2 separate regions of the Ovis aries genome follow, and region 2 is linked to region 1. Evidence: chromatin contacts called from public Hi-C data. All regions are on one chromosome and are shown on one strand. Each heading gives the region's core, a stretch centred on a gene start, on an enhancer-like site or on the middle of the called end of the contact. The rest is flanking DNA. Distances are from core to core; before and after follow the strand shown. Region 1 has its middle 21 kb from the start of MATN1. Region 2 has its middle 280 kb from the start of MATN1.

Evidence for each region. Hi-C and Micro-C count contacts between places; a contact is called where the count stands out from the background.
Region 2: a contact with region 1 is called in a Hi-C map of liver, with 7 times the contacts expected there. The contact joins two enhancer-like sites. A contact is called at or near these places in 3 of 16 Hi-C or Micro-C datasets (liver and tail adipose tissue).

The regions. Positions count from the first base shown.
Region 1 is chr2:236,612,971-236,618,748 of ARS-UI_Ramb_v3.0, forward strand. No RefSeq gene overlaps it. Among named protein-coding and RNA genes, the nearest start is that of MATN1, 21 kb to the left of the region's middle. Within about 2 kb of position 1,556, at least 5 of the 54 cell types and tissues checked have an H3K27ac peak or open chromatin away from gene starts, as enhancers often do. A contact at or near this core is called in liver, where this site is marked.
Region 2 is chr2:236,867,340-236,873,246 of ARS-UI_Ramb_v3.0, forward strand. No RefSeq gene overlaps it. Among named protein-coding and RNA genes, the nearest start is that of MATN1, 280 kb to the left of the region's middle. Within about 2 kb of position 3,167, at least 2 of the 54 cell types and tissues checked have an H3K27ac peak or open chromatin away from gene starts, as enhancers often do. A contact at or near this core is called in liver, where this site is marked.

The DNA.
Region 1 (5,778 bases), core at 306-2,805:
CAGGGGGACGGTCTCCAGGGTGGCCACCCTGCCTGTGCTCAGACCCCATGTGGCCACGGCCAGTCCTCCACCGCCCTGAGCTTCACTGCACCGATGCTATCGCGGGCTGCCCCAGGCGCGCACAAGGCACGTCGTCCCTGGGAACTGACCTTGGAACCCCGGCACCCTCACAGCTACAGCCCCTCCGTCCTCTCTAAGGTGCCCACCTGAGGGCTTGTGACTGTGTAGTCACGGCCGAGAATGAGCACCACTCTGCCTCTTGGGGCAGAGTTGCTCCAAGTTGCTCTTGAGAATCCTGTATGTTGAATGAAAGTGGGAAAGAGTGAAGGCATCCAGGCCATGCAGAGCATATCTGCTCCCTTGGTTCCCCTCGCCTTTTAGTGATAATAATAAAACATAATTTATAAACTGCAATTTATGGTATATTAACTTGTGGCTCAGCTGGTAAAGAATCCACCTCCAGTGGGAGACCTGGGTTCAGTCCCTGGGTTGGGAAGATGCCCTGGAAAAGGGAAAGGCTACCAACTCCAGTATTCTGGCCTGGAGTATTCCATGGATTGTATAGTCTATGGGGTCACGAAGAGTCGGACACGACTGAGCGACTTTCACTTCACTTCACAATGTACATAGTATACCTATATACATTAAGACATAAATTAAAATAAGTCATATAATTATGCAAATAATAAATGTATATATATATAAATAATATGACTCAATTTATATGAGTTTGAGCAAACTCCGGGAGTTAGTGAAGGACAAGGAAACTTGGCATGCTGCAGTCCATGGGGCTGTAAAGAGTTGGACATGGTGAGTGACTGAACAACAACAAAAATATAATAATTATGTCGATAATATAAATATATAAACAAATATACAATAATATACTTCAGTATAACTATAAATAGTAACTACACGTATAACTCTATGAAGAGCTAACATAAATCTCTGCTTACTGTGGGCTATGCTACGCCGTGCTATGCCTCGTCACTCAGTCGTGTTGGACTCTTTGCGACCCCAAGGACTGTAGCCCACTAGGCTCCTCTATCCATGAGGATTCTCTAGGCAAGAATACTGGAGTGGGTTGCCATACCCTCCTCCAGGGGATCTTCCCAACCCAGGGATCAAACCCAGGTCTCCTGCATTGCAGGCAGATTCTTTACCATCTGAACCAGCAGGGAAGCCCTACTATGGGCTAAGCCTTGTCCTAACAGTGCTAACCTTGTTTATTTCTTACAACCACTTAGGGAAGTACGATTATCCTCATTGTATAGGTTGGGTAAAGTGAGGCTCAGAGACCAGAAGGGACCTACACAGACAAGTAGAGGTTCTGGGACTTGAACTTGGCCTGTCTACCCCACTTGATCCCAGAGTCTTCCTTCCTCCAGGAGGACTCCCCTTCCTAGACTGGGATCCTGGCTCCCGTGATTCCACCTCTGGACCCCCGTCCAGCTTGCTCACATCCCCTCTACCGTGTGGGCTGGAACAGACCCCCGCCCAGTCGTGCAGCCTTCTCTCCCACTTGGGGCCTCTCTGCCTGCCACCTCCCTCCCCTCTGCCCCCAGGGTTGGTGCAGCTGCTGCTTGGGTGTGTGACCACAGTGGGCAGGGCTTTTCCCTCCTCTTGGTATCAAATTTTCCCTTGCAGTTTCCTGCTTTCATTCCTGGCAGGAGTCCTTGGCCTGTGGACAGCAATCCCTCCCCGCCTCTCTCCTGTGTTTGGTGCAGAGCCAGGAAATCTGTCCTAAGCCTGGGGCTTCCTCCAGGAGCCAGGACTGGCGGGGAGTGGACGTGGTGGGCACTCCCATAGGCATCCCACTGGAGCCATCGCAACCTTCTGGTCCCTTCCCCCAGGGTCCTCCCTCACGGGGCTGGTGGTCAGGAGGCCCCTCTCCAGCTGCCAGGGAGTTTCCCTGTGCCAAGACCCAGCCTGGGGCAGCAGATGAGGTGGGGCCTCCCCAGGAGAAAGAACTGCCGCTGTCCTGGGCTGGGCTGGGCTGGGAGAGGCCAGGCGGGCTTCACTGCTCAGATACCACCCCTCTCCCTCCTCTCTTCTCCAGCAGCAGCTGCGGAGTCTCCCAGGGAGGGGCCTCTGAGAGGGGATCACAGGTGGTGCATGGGCAAACATTAATATTCTGTTTTACCAGTCATGTATTTATTTTAATGAATATCAGAAAAAACCTCACAAGCAATTAGTGCATTAAACCTTGATTTCATGGATGTTATTGCTCACGGTGAGGCAAATTGAAAAGGGGAGGCCTTTTCAAGTCAAAGGGTCGGACTGAATCAAAATCAATATCGTGCAGGTAGAGGTGTGGGTGGCAGTCTCCGGGAGGGTCAGAGAAGCTGCTGGAGCTCGGGAGACACGGAGGAGGCCCACGAGACACCAGGGTCCCGCCTGGCTCTGCCGGTGGCGGGATGGGGGCACCTTGGGCAGCTTGCTGCCCCTTGCGAGCCTCAGTTTCCTCCTCTGTCACGTGGGGAGGAGCCGTAGCAGCCTGAGGGGCTGTGGTGGGGTGAAACTGGGTGAGGTGGGTGGGGGGCTGGCCTGGAGCTCAGCACTGAGTCATTGCTTGGAGCTGCGGCGGCAGCTCATGGTGGCATTCTTGGTAGTATTAGCATCACTGTGGAAGCCTCAGGAGCTTATTCTGGGTGCCGAGACCCACGGCTTTCAGCCGGGAAGAATCCTCAGTACAGCTTCATGTGAGCAGCCCCCGCCAGGGGTGCCCTGCTCACGTTCACAGCTCAGGCAGGCTGGGTATCCGTCCAGTTTGGCCACCCACTGGGCTGCTTGAAGCCACCCTATCCTTGACTGTAGCCTTAGACCAAGAGACCCACCTCATAGGGTCATGGCTGTGAAGAGCAGCAAAAAGGGCTGGCCAGGTCTCCAGAGCAGTAGGGCTTCATCCTGTACTTCATCCTGAGATTTTGTCTTCTCTTGGGGTGAAGATCTGCTGGTTGGGCAGGGAGAGTTTGGCACAATCTGGGGGTTCTGAACCAGCTCTGAGTGTTTGTTAGGATGTGTTGTCCTTGACATGCTCATCTATCCACCCATCCATCACCCACCCAGCCTGTGTCCATCCTTCATCCATGTCTCATTTATCCATTCATCTCTCATCCACCATCCATCCATCTCCAACCACCCACCCCATCCATCCACCCATCCATCCAGTGAACGATGGTGGGGGCAGTGGAGCCATGCCAGGGAGTTGGGATGTTACCCTGAACAGTCGCTACGCAGGGTGTGAGGAGGGGAGGAACCTGGGCGGATTTGGGTCTGAGGGTCCCTCTGGCCACTGTGTGGCTGTGGACAGGGCTGAGCGTGGGAAGAGGCCAGACAGGAAGTGGTGGCTGCAGGCTAGAGGTGGCTCCTGGGGGAACCAGCAGGGAGGGCAGAGTGGCCTTGACAAGGGCAGGGTCCTAGGGGCTGCATGGGGACTGTGGTGGGCACAGGGGTGTGTGTGTGTGCACGCTGCGGGGGGTGGGGTGGGACACAACCATTGTGGACCAGTGGTTTGACAAGTTGGGCTGTCAGGGGAAAGAGAGGGATACAACGACAGGGATGTGGAGTTCAGGCTTGTTTGTTACAAGGTGAGAGACTTGAATACAAGCAACTATGAATCACGTGTGAAGGGAAGGGGGCCACAGCGCTAGACAGAAATAAATACAGACAGATGGTTGATAGATAGGGATTAAAGCAGTGCTTCCCTCTCCCCCTGGACAGAGTGAGGTGGGGAGGAGGGGCCTCACGGAGCAGGTCTGGGCCCAGGCAGAGCAAGGAGACAAGCTCCAACTTCAGAAGGAGGAAGAGGAGGGGCCTGTGAGTGCTGGCAGGGCGGGGGTGGGCGGGGCGGTGGGGGTGGCGCTTGGTGGAAAGTTTGGTTTCGGGAAATCTAGGGAGTTGGTGATGGACAGGGAGGCCTGGTGTGCTGCGATTCATGGAGTCGCAAAGAGTCGGACACGACTGAGTCACTAAACTGAACTGAACTGAGGGAGTTTCTATTTTGAGGCTTGGGTTTTCTTTGGGCAGAGAAGTGAGCTCACCTGCTGAGAAGGGGAGGGGAGGGGCGCGTGAGAGAAGGGCTGAAACAGTCCCCTTGGTGATGAGACCCTTGGGGTAGCTGGGAACTGGGGAGAGGTTGACTCCAGGACCCCCTTGGACTTTGTGGGGGTGTGTGAGCCGTGCGTTTGTGTGTTGGGTCATTGGCAGGGCTCTGGGTTGAACTGACCCCAGGCCACTTCTCAACCCATCCTTTCCACCGCTACCCCCCCTCCCCCACCCAGCTATTAGCACTAGTTATCCAACCTGGGCTTCCCTGGTGGCTCAGACAGTAAAGAATCTGCCTGTGATGCAGGAGACACCGGTTTGATCCCTGGGTCTCAAAGATCCCCTGGAAAAGGGAATGGCAACCCACTCCAGTATTCTTGCCTGGAGAATTCCATGGACAGAGGAGCCTGGTGGCCTACAGTCTATGGGGTCGCAAAGGGTCGGAAATGATTGAGCAACTAACACTACTGCTATCCAGCCTGTGGTCCCTGTCTGCCAGGAGGCCCTCTGTGAAAGGAGGACCCTGAAGTACTGGGCCCAGGAGATGCACAGCCTTCTGGTTTGCCCCTCTCACTTCTGTCCTGCAGCTGGAGGGTGCTTTCTAACAGGAGTATTTCCCCACCATGCCCCAGCTCAAGAACCTTCGATGGCTCTTAACTGCCTGTGAGCTCATGCTCAAGCTTCTTGGCCTGGAACTTAAGGCTTCTCCAAGTCTGGCCCTGCCTCCTTTCAAGCTGCGGTTTCTTCCTGCTCCCTCCTGATACCCCTGCCTGAGTGCTGAAACTGGGATCCAGTCACACTAAGCTTTTTCTCGAGTAAGTCAGGCTCTCCTGTGCCTCCTTTCCTCTGCACATGTGCCTCTGCCCAGAATGCCCTTCCTCCTCTGCTGAGGCTGGTGGTAACTTAGCCCCCACTTCCTGCAATCCTCCCTGATGCTCCTAGGGAGAATGCTCCCTGGGGACTCCAGCAGTCCCTCCCCCTATGACCATTCTCACTGGACTGGGAGGGCCTTCAGACATCAGGATGGTCTTATCCCTCCTAGTGTCTCCCTCCAGGACCTGCTCAAAGCAGTTCTAGGTTCCTGCTGTAAATAAACAAGACAGTGATTGGATGGTTGGATTGGTGGATGGATGGGTGATGGAGAGACACGTGGATAGGTGGATGAGTGGATGGATGGAATCAGAAAGAGTTAGGAACTGAGAGATCTCCAGGAGAGGAGCCAGCAGAGAGCTCAGAGCACAACCTTAGATCCTGCTTCAGCTCAGGTTTTGCTGTGTGCCAGGCACACAGGTCTCACGCTAACCCTCCCGCTATTGCCATAGGGTCATCATTCCCATTTAACAAATGTAGGAACTGAGGCTGAGAGAGGCTTAAAGCATCTAGAAAGTGGATGGGCCACTACTTGAGCCTCAGTTTCCCACTCTCAGTCCGGGGCCCTTCCTGGAGCTTACAGCTGCGGCCCTGGTGTCTGCCCTCATGGAGCCTGTCCTCAACTCAGTTCAGTTCAGTTCAGTCTCTCAGTCATGTCTGTCTCTTTGCGACCCCATGGACTGCAGCACGCCAGGCCTCCCTGTCCATCACCAACTCCTGGAGTTTACTCAAACTCATGTCCATTGAGTCGGTGATGCCATCCAGCCATCTCATCCTCTGTCGTCCCCTTCTCCTCCTGCCTTCAATCTTTGCCAGCATCAGGGTCTTTTCAAATGAGTCAGCTCTTTGCGTCAGGTGGCC
Region 2 (5,907 bases), core at 1,917-4,416, 260 kb after region 1:
TAAGCTAGAATTCAAACCCAGGACTCTCTGACTCTACCACCAACATTTTATGTAGCTGGAGGTTTCCTTATTCTTATTGGGCAAACAGGATCATCTCTCAAAACAGTACCAGTTGGATGGTTGTATCTGCTTGATGTGTTGCCTTGGAAAGGAGTTCGGGATGGAGTTCAAGGTGAGAGAGAAAGAGTGCTGGGATGGATTAGTGATGTCTGCCACGGGAACGCAGAAGCAGAACATGAGTGCTTGCATTTGCCATTCGCGCTGAAATCTTGCACGTGCTAAAACCCACCGGGTCACATGTCAGGCTCCTGAGGTGGGGCAGGGAACCTGTGAGTGCTGCCTGCTCTTGAGGATGATGGCTGTGCCATCTCTTTCTACTCTCAGGCTTTAGGTTCCCTAGTTGTCTGCTCTGCTCCAAGGGGTCACCAGCTTGCCATACCCCTAGGTTGGCACCGGGGCTGAAAGAGTTCAGAGGTGAGAAAGCACTTCATATCTAGGTGAAAATGATGGAGGAGAGTCAATTAAAGACAACTCCCCTCTCTCTAAACAAATGGAATACAGCACATAATGAAACACAGAGTGGAGGGTTTGCTTTCATTATTATTTAGGCTAGAAACTGGCCACCACTCTATCCATAAACTGAAGCATTTCTTCTAGGTACTGTGACATCTAGACCCGAACAAATGAGGAATCAACATACACTAACTTCCTTAAGCCAGTTTCCTTAAAATTCAATGTCCCAGACATGATGGTTTATCTAAGAACCCTTCTCTTAAAGTTCTGAGACCTAGAAAGATTCCCAGAGAAATGGCAACCACCCCCGAGGGGAGACAGGAACAGGGCAGGGCGTAACCTTTAAGAGAATGATGGAGCCCAGGGACATGGTATAAACCGACTGGAACCAACTAGGTCCAAGATGGCGGACAAGTTGTCTTCCACTGGACCTTGAGCCTCAGTATTATGTCCACCCCTCAGCATGCTCAATGACACCGACCAGCACCATGAATGTAAAGGGCAAAAGGCAGGCGCTGGTCCACTTCCTGGAGTCCCCATCCCTTCCCCCAAATAGCTGGAATAGTCTTGCCTCTCACTAACCCATGAAATCACCCAGGCCCATAAAAACTGACAACCCCCATACCTTGGTGCCTCTCTTGCCTTCTGAGATGGCCACACTCTGTCTAAGGAGTGTGTTTCCTCCCTGAATAAACCTTTCACCTACTATGGCTCACTCTTGATTCTTTCCTGTGAGAAGTCAAGAAGCCACACTTGGTGGCCGTCCCAGGCACTTGGATGTGACTATGCTCCTGTGCCCCACTCTCTTTTCTACAATAATCCCATCTTGGAAGGGGGCAAGCAAGCTGGAACGCCTCCTCCAACCCCTCACGCGTCATGGCTGAAGGCTGCTCCCAGTTTATGAACGCCCTAGCATTCCCAGCCAGTCCTCACGTGGAGACTGCCCAGTGCTCACAGCTGCACCCATCAGCCTGCCCTGCAGTGGTGCCCTACCTGTGATGCATTATGAGCAGAGCAGGACCACTGCTGGGGCAGGAGGGGTGCCCTTGAGTCAAGACACAGAGCAGAGAGCAACACGTGAGGAACTGGTCTTTTTGGTGGGACTTGGCAAAACATGGTGGCTCTGCCAGTGATGTCATCAGGATGGCCCAGGTGTCGGGGACTTGGTGTCTTTGAGGCTCTGGACACCTTCAAGCGTGTTGCTGTCAACTCCACAGTGGTGCAAGCCCCAACACTTGGAGAAGCATTTCTCGGGGCCGTGACCGTGGCAGGGCTCCCAAGCTGCTGGCTGCACAGCCGTCCTGGCTGGAGCTGCAGAGTGAGCCTGCGTGTGCCCCTCCCCATGCTGGGCGCCCCCTGACGCCTCGTTCTCATTTCCTCTCCACTCACAGGTCAGATCGGGGGTCTGGGCCCACGGACTTCACTGAAGACCTGAAGGAGTCGGAACTGCAGCTCCCCTTTTCTTCTTTTTCCTTCTGCAGCCTTGGCCACCTTGTCCTCAGGCCAGCGCTCCCGGCTCATAGTTTCAAAGGCCTTTTAACTTTTCTAGGTCAGAATTTTATCGCTTTTGGCCAAAGGCCACTTTGAACTTTACAGAGTGAAGAGTAGGCACAACAAGGTCTTTGGAGTAAGTGACGGGGCTCAGGACGGAGCACGTGGGGCTGATTCAGCAGCTCCATCTGGACTGATTCTACCTGCTTTTCCTGCAGCCCTGACCTGACCCAGGTGGCAGACACAATGCATCGAGTAGAGCTGTGATTTCTCTCTTCCCAGTGAGTGTGGAGCCTGGGGTACCATCACCGCCAAGGGGCTTCTGGAGGCCCCGGGCCAGGCAGATTGGGAGGTGCCAGAGGGAGGGCAGTGCTGTGGGCAGCGGTTGGGAGTTGGGGGATAGGGGTCAGGGTCCACTGCCTGCTCTGTCCCCAGCGTGCACTTGTGAGTTGTAGGTGAGATGCAGACCCCTCCAGGTCTCAGCGTCCTCATCCAGGACATGGGGGAGTCACACACCTTCACGTGGCTGTGTCAGAGTTTCAATGGGGGTAATGCAGATGGCGTCTGTGTGCCTGGCACAGGTCAGCTTCCAGGGACCTTGAACTCCAGGGTTCCAGAACTTTCCATCAACCTCCAATCTCCTGGTGATGCAAAGTTAGGAAGCAAATACAGACAGTAGTGTTGTCTCTCACTGAACCATGAACCAGAACCCTGAGGTGAGGTCTGGGGACTGTAATGGGAGAGAATAGAGCTGAGGCTCCTGCCCTGACCCAGCGGGGCTCCCTTGGATCTGCAGGGATGTGAGTCTGTAGGGATGCAGTTTCTGTGGCTGGATTGAGGCCGGGTGTGGACAGAGGAGGGGCTGTAGACGGGGTGGTGGAGCGCCGCTGGGGTGGCGGAGTCACAGACACCCAGGACTTCCGGATTTCTTCCTGGGCCACCGGACTCTGAAGCTGAGTCCCTCGTGGGGAGCTGGTGTGAGTGAGTCAGCAGGGCCCTCCCCACCCAGGATTCCCCAGGGACTGGGAAGTAGGGAGAGGACTAGGGGTGGGGCTGGAGCTGAGAGCAGAGACTGGACAATCATTCCCCCCCTCTGAGCCTCGCTTGACACCCTGGAGAAGGGCAGTGGTGGTTCCCGCCGCAGGGCTGCTGGGAGGAGGGCGTGGTGGCCACGGGCAGAGGTCAGCGCAGCTGGCACTGATGGGAGGACTGGTGCAGCAGCAGAGGAGATGGGGAAGGAGTGAACTAACTGGGACAGTGGTTCCCAGCAGGCTGGAGGGCAGCACGCTTATCCAGTGAAAGCGAAAGTGAAGTCACGTCCGACTCTTTGTGACCCCATGGACTATCACCTACAAGCTCCTCCGTCCATGGGATTTTCCAGGCAAGATTACTGGAGTGGGTTGCCATTTCCTTCTCCAGAGGATCTTTCCCACCCAGGGATCGAACCCGTGTCTCCTGCATTATAGGCAGATGCCATCTGAGCCAGGGAGATGGTTGAATACAAATTCCCCAGCCCCACCCCTTCCCAGAGGTTCTGGTGCCTGAATCTGGGGAGAGTCCTGGGATCTCCATGTTAATAAGCCCCTCCCCTACTCAGGAGGCTGCCCAGGACACTTTGGGGGCCTTGAGGTGTCTTCTTGGGTCTTGGGCTGAAATTGGAAGATACTGCATGGGCCAGGGTTTAGGCAGCTGATGGGTGAAGGTGAGGGGAGCATGGGTGATCCAGGGCAAATCACTGTCCCTCTGAACCCCAGTTTCCTGATCTAAGAAATCAGAAGTAATGCTGACCCTCTCTGGAGGGGATGGTGTGACGTTTAAAGGAAGGCAGACCAGTCACCCTGAGACCGCCCTCAATAATCTGTTCTCAATAAACCTCTGCTCTCCCTGCTCTCTGTTAATACCCTCCCTGTCCCCTGGGCACAGGTCCCCCTCCCTGAGGTCAGCCCCAGGGACAACATAGCCATTGCCCAGTTCTGGCACACTCTGAGATCTGCCAGGATAGGAGTAAGTAGGGCCAAGTGCCAGCTGGCCCTCCCTGGGCAGTGTCTTGCAAAATAAGCCATGTTTCCTGGTGACCCAAATGAAAAGCATACTGCTTGCAAAGTGCTGCTCAAACAGAATTACCCAAACCTTTTATCATCAGAGCTGGAGTCTCATGGTGGACATCTGGCAAAGGTGTCAATTGTCATAATTAATTAAACCTTCCCCAGATTCCTGGCACCACAGCCTGTCAGCAGGAGCCACCTGCCTCCTCGGCAAGGAAAGGGGATGGAGAGGGATTGACCCTGTGCCTGGGTGCAATCCCCAGCTGTAGGAGCTCAGGGGGAGGGGTCTCCGTGGCCCCAGAGGAGCAGCTTCATCCAGGGAAAGCAGTGCTCACCCCACACCCTTTGTTGATGGTTTCTGAGACCTCAGAGCAGGAGGTGTCTTCAGATAATAATAACAACTGAAGCATAACCGTGATCATGATCTCATGGCTCTTGTGTGCTGAGTGCCTACTGTGTGCCAGGCCCAGGAGACTGTTTAACCCTATTGACTAAGGTGATCACATGATTTATCATCCTACTGGGACACTTTCCAGAGTGAAGGGGGTCCCTGGACAGGGTAGCTCCTCCACTTCAAGTCTCAGCTGGGATGTCACCTCCCCTGAGCTCCTCCTGTCCACCCTGCACCTCCACATTGTTCTGGGTCCCCGTGCTGTCCACTGGTCTCCTCTCCTGTTGGAGTCATCATGACCACCAGCCCATCATGAACTGGGTGAGTCACTGGGGTGTCTGTCACCTCTCCCTATGACCACGTGGGGCAGTGAGGCAGGGCCTGGGTCTCTTGTGCTCACTGCTGCACCCCATGCCAAGTTCATAGTAGCTGCTCACCAAATGCTGGAGGTGTGGGGATGGGAGGACATGTGGATGGGCAAGTGAGCGAATTAATGAAAAATTGTGCCATGAAGGGACTGGGCTCTGAGTTTGTGCCTCCTCTCTGAAGTCTTTGCCGGGTGGCAGCTCTCTTCTGCGGTCTCGCAGGCCTGTAAGAGAGGGTGCCGCTGGGGTCTGGGACCAGCTGCTCAGGCTGAGGAGTCAGTCCCCTGGTGGGTCAGAGTCAGTCTGCAGAGAACCGACTGTCTCCACCAAATGACACCCCGGCCCCTACGTTGAGGACATTGTGCTGATTGGCTCTGGGGAGCAGGAAGTAGCAGGTACTTTAGATGCCCTAGTAGGAGGTGCCAGACAAACTAGGTTTGGAGGCCCGCCACCCCAGCGTCTGCCGGTTTGTGGCAGAAACCGAGATGGTTCTGCAGCAGCTTCAGCCTGCAGTGCAAACAGCTCTGCCGCGAGGGGCCGTGACCCAGCAGATCTAAGCGCACTCGAAATGTCTGTGGACAAGATGGGGCCGTATGGAGCCTTTGGGGGGCATGGGCAAGGGAATGCCAGTTCACATCTGCAGGATTTCAGAGCTAATCTCAGCTCTCTACTGCAGATGACTGCACTCCTTTTGAGAATGGCTCCTGGCTTGCTAGAAGGTCTTGGTAGAAACTAAATATTTAACTAGGGGACATCAGGTGATCACATCCCGAGCTTTCCATCACAACCTGGGTACTTTCTTTTTTTTTTTAAAATAATTTATTTTAATTGGAGGCTAATTACTTTACAGCAATGTAGTGGGTTTTGCCATACATTCACATGAATCCGCCACGGGTGTACATGTGTTCCCCATCCTGAACCCCCCTCCCACCTCCCTCCCCATCCCATCCCTCAGGGTCATCCCAGTGCACCAGCCCTGAGCACCCTGTCTCATGCATCGAACCCGGACTGGCGATCTATTCCACAAAAGATAATATATATATTTCAACGCAATTCTCTCAAATCATCCCACCCTCACCTTTTGCCACAGAGTTCAAAAGAC